Regions from separate parts of the Mus musculus genome. Here regions 2 and 3 are each linked to region 1. Evidence: chromatin contacts called from public Hi-C data. All regions are on one chromosome and are shown on one strand. The core of a region is the stretch at or near the end of the contact, and the rest is flanking DNA. Distances in the headings are between cores, read along the strand shown. Region 1 overlaps Map3k20 (mitogen-activated protein kinase kinase kinase 20). Region 2 has its middle 4.8 kb from the start of Gm39850. Region 3 has its middle 45 kb from the start of Gm39850.

Region 1 (3,759 bases), core at 158-2,657:
CATGACCACGCTCCTCCCCACCCCCAACCCTGCCCTGCCCTGCCCTGCCCTGCCCTGCCCTGCCCTGCCCTGCCCTGCTCCTGAGAACTAAAGGCCTTCATTGGTAGTAATAAGTATGAAACACCAAATGCCAGAGATTTAAAAGGGGGGAAAAACCTATTTAAAAGAAAATGCCTCCTCTGTATCTTTCCTTAGAAACTATTATTTCCTTAAGAACTGCATTTATTTGTATGTTAAAATTACAAGAGTAAAGTCTAATATGTTTAGACCATCCGTTAAGCCCTAAGAACACTGAGGGAATGAATGCCCTTAGATGCTACCAGTAATTAATAACTCATTGCAAGGAATGCCTTGGGTGTGTCAGAACTTAAGCACATTTTCTAAGATTGAACTGGCCTGCTGACATAGACATGGCAGGCATTAATATTCCTTATGGATTTAGTGCCATGAGTAGGAGAAGCATCAAATGGGGAGAAGGCCTCTCCTGGGACAGGCAACCCACTTGCTCTACCTCTGGGAAGATCCTTGTTCCTTCCCAAGTATGGAGCAGCACTGGCCACTCATGCGTTAGCCTTGAGCTTGAACTTAGTGTTAAATCATGCATCTCATTCCATCATCCTTGAGATTTAAAACAGAGTGACTTTTAGGGATCAAGTAAAAGCTTAGGATTGGTTTTCTAGGATTTTCAGTGGACGAGAACTGTCCGCTTAAAATTACAAGAAGCAAGAGATTCAAAATAAAGTTATCGACAAATAGACCAAGAAAAAAAGAGAGAGAGAAAACACTGAACACCCTTCATTGTGTGTTCCTCAAAGACCTATCTAGACAAGTCTTAACCTCCACTGAGCGGCTGCAAAATGTCTTCCAATATCTAAAGAACAGGAGAGTCCGTCTCCATTTCCAATTCCAATTGTGGAGACACAATCTGGCACCCCCTCACCCCCAAAAAGGAAAGTGCATTTAAATGCTACACGTTTACCCTTTTCAAAAATGTCTTTGGTAAATCCCAGGAATGCCGAGATAAGGACTGAGTTGCTATACATAGGACTGGCATGAGATATTATAAGGGTACCTCATTTTTGTCAGCAAGTCCTGTGAATTGAACCAGATTCTCAAAGAAGGGGTAAAGGGGGGGGGCAGCTTCCTGTTCAGGCTGAGCTGGTGCCAGCAGGCAGGTGGGAGCTACAGAGCACAGCCCTGTCCCCACGGCCCATCTGCTGAAGGCTAGGAAGCTGTGTTGTTATGCTTTTTATGTGCATTGAAACCTTAACTGTAAAGCACTGCATGGCTCGACTCTTTCTAAATGTCTTATTGTCAAGAAAACTTTCAACCGCTTATTAGAGTATGCCTAAGAACCTCGCCTTGGTTTACTGGCGTCAGTCTTGCTAAGAAATTATGGGCTGCCTTACACATATTATTGCTGCTGGTAACACAGTTGTATGACAAAGGATAATACGCGACAGGTGCTTGGTAGGTTGTGCGCTTGTGTTTTAACCCCAGAAGCCTTGGTTTGGGGGAAGTGCTTCGCAAGCCACCAGCTAACTGGGGACAGCATGATGCAGTCCCTGCGAGGGCCCCTCCCTTTTTACTTGTGAGGCCCAAGGCTTTTTGTTTATAACACTTGCTTTCAATGTCTCCTCTGCCTAGAGCTGGTACTTCTAAGGAAAAGGAGTTTGTGCTCGGGTATTTTATTAGTAGCTGTTTTCTTTCATCCTCACTTTAATCTCTAGGTGGTTTATAACTAGACTGCTGAAAGAAAAAAAAATCTTTTTAAAGGGGGCAAACGAGGCTTTTTTTTTTTATAGGTAGCTTCATCTTAAATATAACAGTCTAACTTTTACACAATACATAAGAATACTATCAGATTGATTTCAGGGGTCCTATTTTCCTTCCGAAAACCGAAATATTAAAGACACTTGGAAAGATGAGTTCTCTGTGCATAAATAGAAATAAAGCTTATTTCTAATTATTGCTGTGGCTTGCTGTAAAAAAAAAAGTTAGAGATAAACTCTTATTTAAGAAATATTTATGGATCTCTTTAGACCCTAACATAATGTGAGAAAAGACCTTGGCAATAATAAAATAAATAAGCAACAAAGGGTTTCTGTCCATTGAAAAACCAATTTGAGAATGTGGAAAGGGAGTGAATGGAGCCTTAGGGAGTGAGGCCCTGCCCCACCAGTAAGGATCTGAGACTGGCCAGGTGGACCACAGGACCTTGATTCTGAGCCCAAAGTGCCAAAATTCTCCTCTAATAGAAAGTTCTGGCTTTTGAGAATTTATCTCCGCCAAGCAGTGGTGGCGCGCGCCTTTAATCCCAGCACTAGGGAGGCAGAGGCAGCAGGATCTCAGAGTTCGAGGTCAGCTTGGTCTGCAGAACAAGTTCCGGGACAGCCTGGCCTACATAAAGAAACCCTGTCTCAAATAAAAACAAAATGAAATGAAAACTTATCTCCATCAGTAAGTTAAATTAGAAAATTGGGCCATCAAGATGGTTGTGTCACTAGAAGCACTTGCCAAACAACCCTGATCACCCCAGTGCCAAAAACCTAACGAGGCAGGAGAGAACCAGTTCCCAAAAGTTACACGCCCATGGCATGCGTGTGCCTGCCACAATAATAGATATGGGGAATTTTTAATCTTAAGATTTAAAAAAACCTAGGAACTACACTGTGCCTTCACACCCAGAGTGTAGAGTTCATCTGAGAGTTATTACCACTGCGACAACATGAGAAAGACCTCGTAGGCAAGTCTCACTGGAAGGAGACTTGGTGTCGGTGGCTGCAGCAAAGGAGACAGGCTAAGAGCAGTCTCCCACAGTCTCCACAGGTTCACCATAACTGAGTTAAAGACGGGATCTCGAATTTACTCCCAAGTGAATTATATAATAACATGAATAAATTAAACAGTGCTGGATCTGGCCCGAGTCAGTAATAAATGGAAGCAAGTAACGTCCTCTTCAGAGTGTGCTCAAAGCACTGTCCCAGAGAAAGAGGTAGGGTCAACCACATTCCCCAGCTGCATGCACGCACACACGCTCACACGTGCACACACACACCTGCAGCCAAACTGCTTTTATCCTTCCTCTGCGCTCTTCCTTGGAACGGGGTTTCTGATTTTTTTTTTTTTACTTGAGATTTAATCTTTGCTTCATTTCTTCCCTTTTTTAAATTAATATAATGGTCAATCAAATGTTTCTGTCTGGAAATGAAATTGGGAAAAATTAAGAGACATCCTCAAAACTACTTTATTTTAAGCAAAGCAAGGACTTAACACTGGTACCTTCCTGTCCGTTTGCAATCGGGCTCAGTGTGGTGCTTTGCGAGATCTCAGTTATGATTTACCCTGTCACTTATAAATTACCGACAATACACTGGTGCCAGATCCACCGTTAAAACGTCCTCGTCATTCACCTGCTGCGTGGTACCAACTAATTTTGTGGTATCTGTCCCCTGACTGAAATTGGTACTAATTTCTCTTTTCACTTCTGTCCTTTCTTCCCTTTGATAGCTTCTCTTGCCTCTCTCTGCAAGAATGTCTGAGGAGTCTTACTTTGAATCTAAAACAGAGGAGTCAAACAGTGCAGAGATGTCATGCCAGATCACTGCAGCAAGTAACGGGGAGGGCCATGGCATGAACCCAGGCCTGCAGGCCATGATGCTCATGGGCTTTGGGGATGTCTTCTCAATGAACAAAGCAGGAGCTGTGCTGCATTCTGGGATGCAGATAAACATGCAAGCCAAGCAGAATTCATCCAAA
Region 2 (3,711 bases), core at 1,051-3,550, 600 kb after region 1:
GGCCTCCTCAGGCACCCATGTCCACGTGCATATATCCATACACAGAAACACACACATACATATAATAGCATATGTCCATACACAGAAACACACACATACATATAATACATACATATAATTTAATTTTTAAAAAAAATTCTTCTCTGTTTGACTTTCCTATCAGTCTTAGCTGATACTAACTGCCCTGGGTTTCCTTTCGTCCTCTACTATTATAAAACTTATCATCTATCCCATATACACAAACCATGACACGAACTAAAATTACAGGTCGCAAACAAACAAATGCACACATTCATAGGAATTCACACACAAGCAGGTGCAGTACAGTCACGTGTGTATCAGCTCTGTGCGTATCATAACACAGGAAGCCTCCCTAATCTATAACCCGAAATACAAGAGTCAGTCCACTTGACACCCATTAACTGAGCACACTCTGAGTTTTCTTCAAGCCTCTCCAAAGTCTTGCATGGCTATCAAAATATTTTTGGAAATTCTGTAACATTTTTTTTTTTTATTTTCCCCTGGCTTCATATTTCTGGTAAGGCCTCATCCCTAAAATACCCTTCTTCTGGGACACGGAAATAACGGTCCCAAAGCAGCTGCCAGAGTTAGAGCCACTCAGAGATTTGGGACACATTTCTAGGGAGGGCTACTTGTAATTGATTCAGTTAAAAGCCAACCCACTAAAGCTTTCAAAGAAACAGGTGTGTGGGGAGGGGAGAGAGGAAGCGGGGGGGGGGGGGCCGCGGGGGGGGGGGCTGTGCGTCCTTCTGGATCCTCTCCTTTTTGCTCACAATTCTATCTGCAGTTTTACTTCCCGTTTCTTCCCTTCTTTGGCCTCAGCGCTACCCCTCCTCTTGAATTTTATTTTAGATGTGCAGAAAAACAACCAACCATCTCCCTTCTCTCACCCCGCCCCACGCCGCCAGGGCGCTGAAGTCATATTTCTCTGTGGCTAACTTCCTCTATTGGTGCCTCACAACTGGATTCCTGTCACCCAGAACCACCTCCCCTAAGTTCAAAGCCAGTTAGAGGGCACATCTGGCACACAAGAGAGTGGGCTCCACCGACCAGCACAGCTGCTTGCCTGGCCCTGAGAGGCTTCCACCAGATAAACCACACTCGGGGTGTCGGTGTGGCTCACAGGGTCTTTGCCATGCTTCTGCCCACCTTGAAGTCAGTGGTTGGCATCTCAGAGACATCAGGGAATTGTTTTTTGAAAATACCTTTGAGAGAGGAAAAACTCTTTTCAAACAAAAACAAACCTTTGTTCCGGCCTGTTAAACAGAAATCCCCGAGCCTGGGCCGAGCGGTGCAATTTAAAAATAATAATAATAATTTTTAATTTTTTAAAAAATTTTTCTGAACACTTCCCAGATGATTCTATTGTACGGCCGGGTTAAGAACCACCGCTGTAGATTCTGCTAGTGGAAGCTATCCAAACCCCAGCTTACTCCCTTCCTTCCAAACGCACCCCAGGAGATTCCTCTGTCTGTTCTCACACGAAAGATATCTGGGAGCCAGGAAATAGAGTCAGGCGCCTGGGGAACGCAGCTAGGTGGAGGAAGGAAAGGGGTTGAAAACAGAGGAGGTGCCAAGTGGTGAAGCAGGCGCTAAGCCCCCCTCCCCTTCTGTACATAGGGACTGTACACAGCTTGTAGATAGGCATAAAGTCACCTTCTCGCTGCTGCCCGAGGACCTGGCCTCCCAGGCTCTGGGAGTTGACATATAAGTGCCATGAAGCTTCAGAGTGAGAGAGAGGAAAACAACTATTGCAGGACCCTGTCGCCCCAGGAACTGCGTTGCAGAGACTTTGGGAAGAGAACATGCGCGCTTTCCGTACAGCAGAGGACAATTGAAAAATTTAAGTCACGTCTATGCTGAAAGGGGACAAGAACAAATATGATTTGTGTGTGTGTGTGTGTGTGTGTGTGTGTGTGTGTGTGTGTGTGTGTGTGTTCGCGCGCGCGCCCTAAGGCGCTTGAGAGGCACACAGCTGCTGGTGTGTGATGTAATCTATTCCTGGTCACAGGAAGGCCAAGACTCCGCTGGGGTGGGGTAGAGTGGGAGGGGGAACTCCTAAGAGTCTCAACCCCCCACGATCCCTTCAGACCCCCCAAATGCTCACTGTGCAGTTGAGAAATAATAAGCAAACACGGAGCTCAGAGGTACTCTGCCCACCCCCCCTCCAGACATCCCTGGTTACTTAGGCAACTGGTGGACTCCCCCTTCCACACCAGCACTCCGAGGCCTGTGGCTGTGCAGGGGGAAGGGCAGGGGGAAGGGCCTGCCCCCACTGCCTAGTTCTTAGTCAGTGCTTCTTGGCCATCTGCCTGCCTTCCTCTGGCAGGGATATGCGGCTCTTGCACCCTTGGCTTAGTCCATGAGAAGAGGTCTCCCTGCCTCCACCCTTCTTTCTGTTTGCCTCTCTCCCCAGATGTCTCAAAGTTTCTGTGGGAAAGAATGTTCTTACTGCTAATGTGAGACTTTCAAAGTCGGGCCTTCTCCTGAAGGCATGGGAGCTGCCTGGTTAGGTGCCCCATCAGGGATACCCAACAGGAAGGTACCACTGGTCTACATTCAGGTGGCTGAATATCTCTGGGTTCCCCTGGCGTTGCTCTCTGATACCTGAGCTTCCAAATATCAGGTCTTTGTCCATCACAAGATTGATGCAGATGTGCAACATGGATATTGTCCAGCCCTAGAGGAGTGAGCGGTTTTATTTGGGGGTTGGTTTTGTTTTTCTTTAAGCGGGGTATGTGTGTGTGTGTGTGTGTGTGAAGAAAACCCTCCCCATTCATATAACCCTGTGCCTCCGATTTAGTAAACTTCTATTACCTTGACCTTTTTTGGGGGGTGGGGTGGTGGACTTGGAAACAAGGTCTCTCTATGTGGCCCTGGCTGTCCTGGGGCTCACCCACAATGTAGACCAGGCTGTCCTCAAACTCAGAAATCAGGCTGCCTCTTCCTCCCAAGTGCTTGGGTTAAAGGCAAAGACAGACCACTGCCCGGTTTTGATACCTAGACTTTTGAATGTGTTTCTTTTGCTTTTTTCCAGAAGAAATCCTGGCAAAGACCCAGTATGAGAGAGGATGGCAGATAATCAGCAGAGGTTCAACCTGTTGGACCCCAACACCAAACACAACACATCAGGCGTCAGGCCGGGTCTGTGCTGGTCGTCACCTCTCTCTCTCCAGCATCCAAACAAACAGCACTCCTCGGCAGGAGCAGATGTGGGTGCCTCCCACCATTAAGAATAAAGCACTTGGGAGGCAGAGGCAGGCAGATTTCTGAGTTTGAGGCCAGCTTGGGCTACAAAGTGAGTTCCAGGACATCCAGGGCTACACAGAGAAACCCTGTCTGGAAAAAACAAAAAACAAAAACAAAATAGCAACAAAAAAGAATAAAGTCTGTACTGTATCTCCAGCCTTATCTACTAGTCAAGAGTCAGACACTCCCCATGAAGTACTGGCTGTGTTAGGACTTTAAAACCTGTCAGAAGGATTGCAGATTGTGGTTACCAGCAGAAATGCCCTAAAGGCAGATCCTCCCACTGGAGCAACTGACAGGAAACACCCTGCCTGGAACAATATTCCTGCTGCAGAGGGTTTCTTGCCTCTCTCTCTCTCTCTCTCTCTCTCTCTCTCTCTCTCTCTCTCTCTCTCTTTCTTTCTTTCTCTTTTGAAACCAGAAAAACATGAAATATAAAAC
Region 3 (3,745 bases), core at 491-2,990, 650 kb after region 1:
TCAACCCAACTGTTTTCTCGCTGTCTCCCAAACGCCCAACTATGGGCCTTGCCCAGGTCACTCCCTACCTGGAAAGCTGCTCTGATTCTCTTCCCTGTGGTGGTGGTGGTGGTGGTGGTGGTGGTGGCTACTCATTTTTCCTAGACTAGAGTACCATTCCTGTCTCAGGGAGGACCAAACGGCCACTGCCGTAATCTTAACCCCCTTTCTTTAATGCAGAAGATGAACTGGGAGCCTGCTGGGCATGGGTCAGGGCAAAGCAGATCAGGACGTCTGCTTTTAAGAAGGCCATCTGTAGTCCTGGCGGGATCCTGACAGCAAGCTGAAACAGAATGTAGAAGCAGGTTGGGATGTAACTGAGACTTGTCAGGGAAATGGAGAGAGAGAGCAGGAGCTCAGATACTGTGGGGCAGAGGCTGGCTGCAGGGTAGGAACCTATTGACCTCCAGGGAGGTTGTAAAGTCAGCCAATCAAACACCTAGGAAGGAGAGGAGTAAATCTGGGGCAAAGCACCAGCCTCAACGGTTTTCAGGTCTCTCGAGGATACCCTCTCTGTGTTCTGGTCTTTGAAAGCCGTGGTGATTTGAATGATAGAGACCTCCACAGGCTCATGTGTTTGAATGCTTGGTCCTTAGTTTGGTGGAACTGTTTGGGAAGGATTGGGAGAAATCCTTGTGCCCTTGCCGTAGGTCATTGGGGGTGGGCTTTGAGGTTTCAGAAGCCCACCTCAGCCTAGCCTCACTCACTCACTCACTCACTCTCTTTCTGCCTTCTGCCTGCATGCAGCTCAGCATGGAAGCTCCCAGCTACCGCTCCAGTGCGATGCCTGTCTGCCCACTGTCATGCTCCACGCCACGATGGCCATGGACTCTAATGCTCTGTGACTGTGAACCCCAATAAACTCGTTCTTTTATAAGTTGCCTCAGTCATAGTGTTTCTTCATAACAGTGCAAAAGTAGCTAAGACAGGAGATGCAGAAGTCTTTTTCTTTGATTTCTTCTCCTGGGAACTCTACAGTCAGCTAGGTTCTGGAAAAAGGGTGTAGATTAGGAAAAGAAAAAGAAAATCTTTTTTTGTTGAATACTGAGTACAAAGTTGTATATGGTGTGTGTGTGTGTATCCATACTACCTCCCCTCACACATACAGATATACATCGCTCAGCTTTTACTTTGTTGACCTATCACCCCCGACCCTAAGAAGCCACTAAGAAGCACCACCTGTTTCTATTAACCATCTCTCTGGACAGTTTCGCAGCCTTCCTCTCCCTCAGATGCCATCTACCCTTAAGAGTCTGGATCCCACCGGGCAGTGGTGGCGCACACCCAGCACTCAGGAGGCAGAGGCAGGTGGATTTCTGAGTTCAATGCCAGCCTGGTATACAGAGTGAGTTCCAGGACAGCCAGGGCTACACAGAGAAACCCTGTCTCGAAAAACCAAAAAAAAAAAAAAAAAAAAAAAAAAAAAAAAGAGAGTCTGGATTCCCTGTTCCTTACTTCCTTCCCTGGTGACCATGGACACGTTCTTTAGCCAGTCAGGGTGCCAGCTGGCTCATCTGTAAAATGGGTGAGCATACTGTTGTTCTGTGATTCACTTCAGATAATCCATGCATAGTACTGGGCACAGGGCCTAGGACATCTGTGATCCCATACAACTGCCTGGGGAGCACTCCTCCTCCTGGGTTTCGTGACCCTGCTGCAAATGGCTGCCTTCCTCTTTTTGCCAGGCGTGCCCCCTTCGAAGCTTCTGCCCTCCCCACACGTGGTATTGTTTCCTGTGGTTCTGGCTTCTCCATCTGACCACACTTCCTCTTCTTAGCCACTCCCCATTTGTATCAGTTGCTGCTACCTAGTTTCTCTTATCCAGCCACCTCCCCTCCTCCCACTTCTTTCTACTTCCCAGTATCCACTAACCCAGGCGATCAGTGCCTCCATGCAAGCCAGCCTCCTTGACCTCACCTTCACCCCTCCTCCTACCCTTCTCCTGTTCCTGTCTAGTGTTCCCGCAGAGACTGGTTCCAGTGGATTCCAAAGTCTGTGGAGGTTCAAATCCTATGTATCAGATGCTGTTTGCATACACGCCAAGCACATCCTTCCATACACCTTAAATCGCCTCTCAATTACTCATATTACCCAATACGCTGTAAGTGCTCCATCAATAGTTGTGTTCTACTTGAGGAGATAATGACCAGGAAGAAGAAAGTCTGGGAGTTTCTGTTTTGGTGTAGGTGCAACCCTCAGCCTGCCAAGGAGGCCTGGAGAGCAACTGAAGATCTACAAAATACTGAGCCTGGATGACAGGATATTCCTACACAGAGCTGTGTCCATGGGTTTCAGCTTAATGTTTGCATCCTGGGACCTTGAGTTCTGCCTTCTGGAATTTTTTTTCCCTGGGTGTTTCCATTGGAGGTAGGTCATATCCATGGGTTCAGGTCCCGGAGCCTCAAAAGTGCTAATTGTGAGCCCTGTCCGCCGATTCCCTTCATCTTGCCGTTTCTTTCTATTACTGATCCAAACCCTGGAGCATCTGCGGCACTACTACCAACGTCCTTAAGAAGTGCTCCCTCGGGCTGGAGAGATGGCTCAGCAGTTACAAGCACTGACTGTTCTTAAGAGGTCCTGAGCTCAAGTCCCAGCAACCACAGGGTGGCTCACAACCATCTGTAATGGGGATCCAGTGCCCTCTTCTGGTGTGTCTGAAGACAGCAACAGTGTTATCATATACATAAAATAAATAAAAATAAATCTTTAATAAGCAGCTGCTCTCATGGATATCCAGGTGTCCCATCCCATATCTTGGATACCTCAGGGATCTCCCAGGGCAAAGAGGAAAATAATTTGACAAAAGCTAGAACGGGGCTTAGGCTAGGAGGTAGGTAGAGAGAGGCTTGCCTAGCTCCAGGCTCAGGAGTTGTTTCCAAACAGGGCTGGAGGAGTCCAGGCAGGATTGCAACAGCCATGAACCAGAATAAGCAGCCCGGGGTAGACTGGAGAACTTCTAACTAGACACTCACGGCTCAGGAAAGGAGACCAACCTAACTTGGCTTGCAAGGTCTACTCTTACTCAGCCCCTCTCCCCTTCCAGCAGCCATTAAATAAATGCACACCAATTCTGCAACCAGTCTTACACCATTAATATCCTGATCCTGTGAGCCTTCATCTAGGTTTTTTTGTTTGTTTGTTTGTTTTTTTTTTTTTTTGCTTTTCTAGACAGGGTTTCTCTATGTAGCCCTGGCTGTCCTGGAACTCACTTTGTAGACCAGGCTGGCCTCAAACTGCCTGCCTCTGCCTCCCAAGTGCTGGGATTAAAGGCACGCGCCACCATGCCCGGCTAAAACAAAATCTTTAACAATTTAAAAACACGAATCTTCAAGCTCATAGGCGATGTTCCCCACGCATGGGCGCATGTGTGCTGACTCAGGTAGGAAGCAAGCTTGCTTCTCATACTCTTTACCGTGCATTCAGAAAACACACTTCTATAAAGAAATCCACTTTCCTTGACTGAGCCGTTAAGGGTATGTACTGCCTTGGCAGAGAATCTGAACTCTTTTCCAGTGCTAATAGTGGGTGTCTCACAACTGCCTGTATCCGATCCCAGGGGACCCTTCTGTGTAAATAGCACCCACCTCCAGAACCGATATCATCAGAACCTACTCAAGGGTGCTCGCCCTCCTGCCTTCCCACCCGGCAGGTTGGTTTTGTGAATGGCTTCATCAGAACTGTCGTTTCCTGGATTCCCGAGGAACGG

Evidence for each region. A called contact is a pair of places that touch in the nucleus more often than the background predicts.
Region 2: a contact with region 1 is called in a Hi-C map of pre-B cells, with 2.3 times the contacts expected there. The contact joins two enhancer-like sites. A contact is called at or near these places in 1 of 484 Hi-C or Micro-C datasets (pre-B cells) and 1 of 115 datasets of contacts at active chromatin or transcription factors (pancreatic cancer cells).
Region 3: a contact with region 1 is called in a Hi-C map of pre-B cells, with 4 times the contacts expected there. The contact joins two enhancer-like sites.

Annotation. Positions count from the first base shown.
Region 1 is chr2:72,398,479-72,402,237 of GRCm38.p6, forward strand. The region is part of intron 11 of Map3k20 (mitogen-activated protein kinase kinase kinase 20); the gene reads left to right. Among named protein-coding and RNA genes, the nearest start is that of Gm52556, 49 kb to the left of the region's middle. Within about 2 kb of position 1,408, at least 44 of the 459 cell types and tissues checked have an H3K27ac peak or open chromatin away from gene starts, as enhancers often do. A contact at or near this core is called in pre-B cells, where this site is marked.
Region 2 is chr2:73,002,306-73,006,016 of GRCm38.p6, forward strand. No RefSeq gene overlaps it. Among named protein-coding and RNA genes, the nearest start is that of Gm39850, 4.8 kb to the right of the region's middle. Within about 2 kb of position 2,301, at least 275 of the 459 cell types and tissues checked have an H3K27ac peak or open chromatin away from gene starts, as enhancers often do. A contact at or near this core is called in pre-B cells, where this site is marked.
Region 3 is chr2:73,052,486-73,056,230 of GRCm38.p6, forward strand. No RefSeq gene overlaps it. Among named protein-coding and RNA genes, the nearest start is that of Gm39850, 45 kb to the left of the region's middle. Within about 2 kb of position 1,741, at least 117 of the 459 cell types and tissues checked have an H3K27ac peak or open chromatin away from gene starts, as enhancers often do. A contact at or near this core is called in pre-B cells, where this site is marked.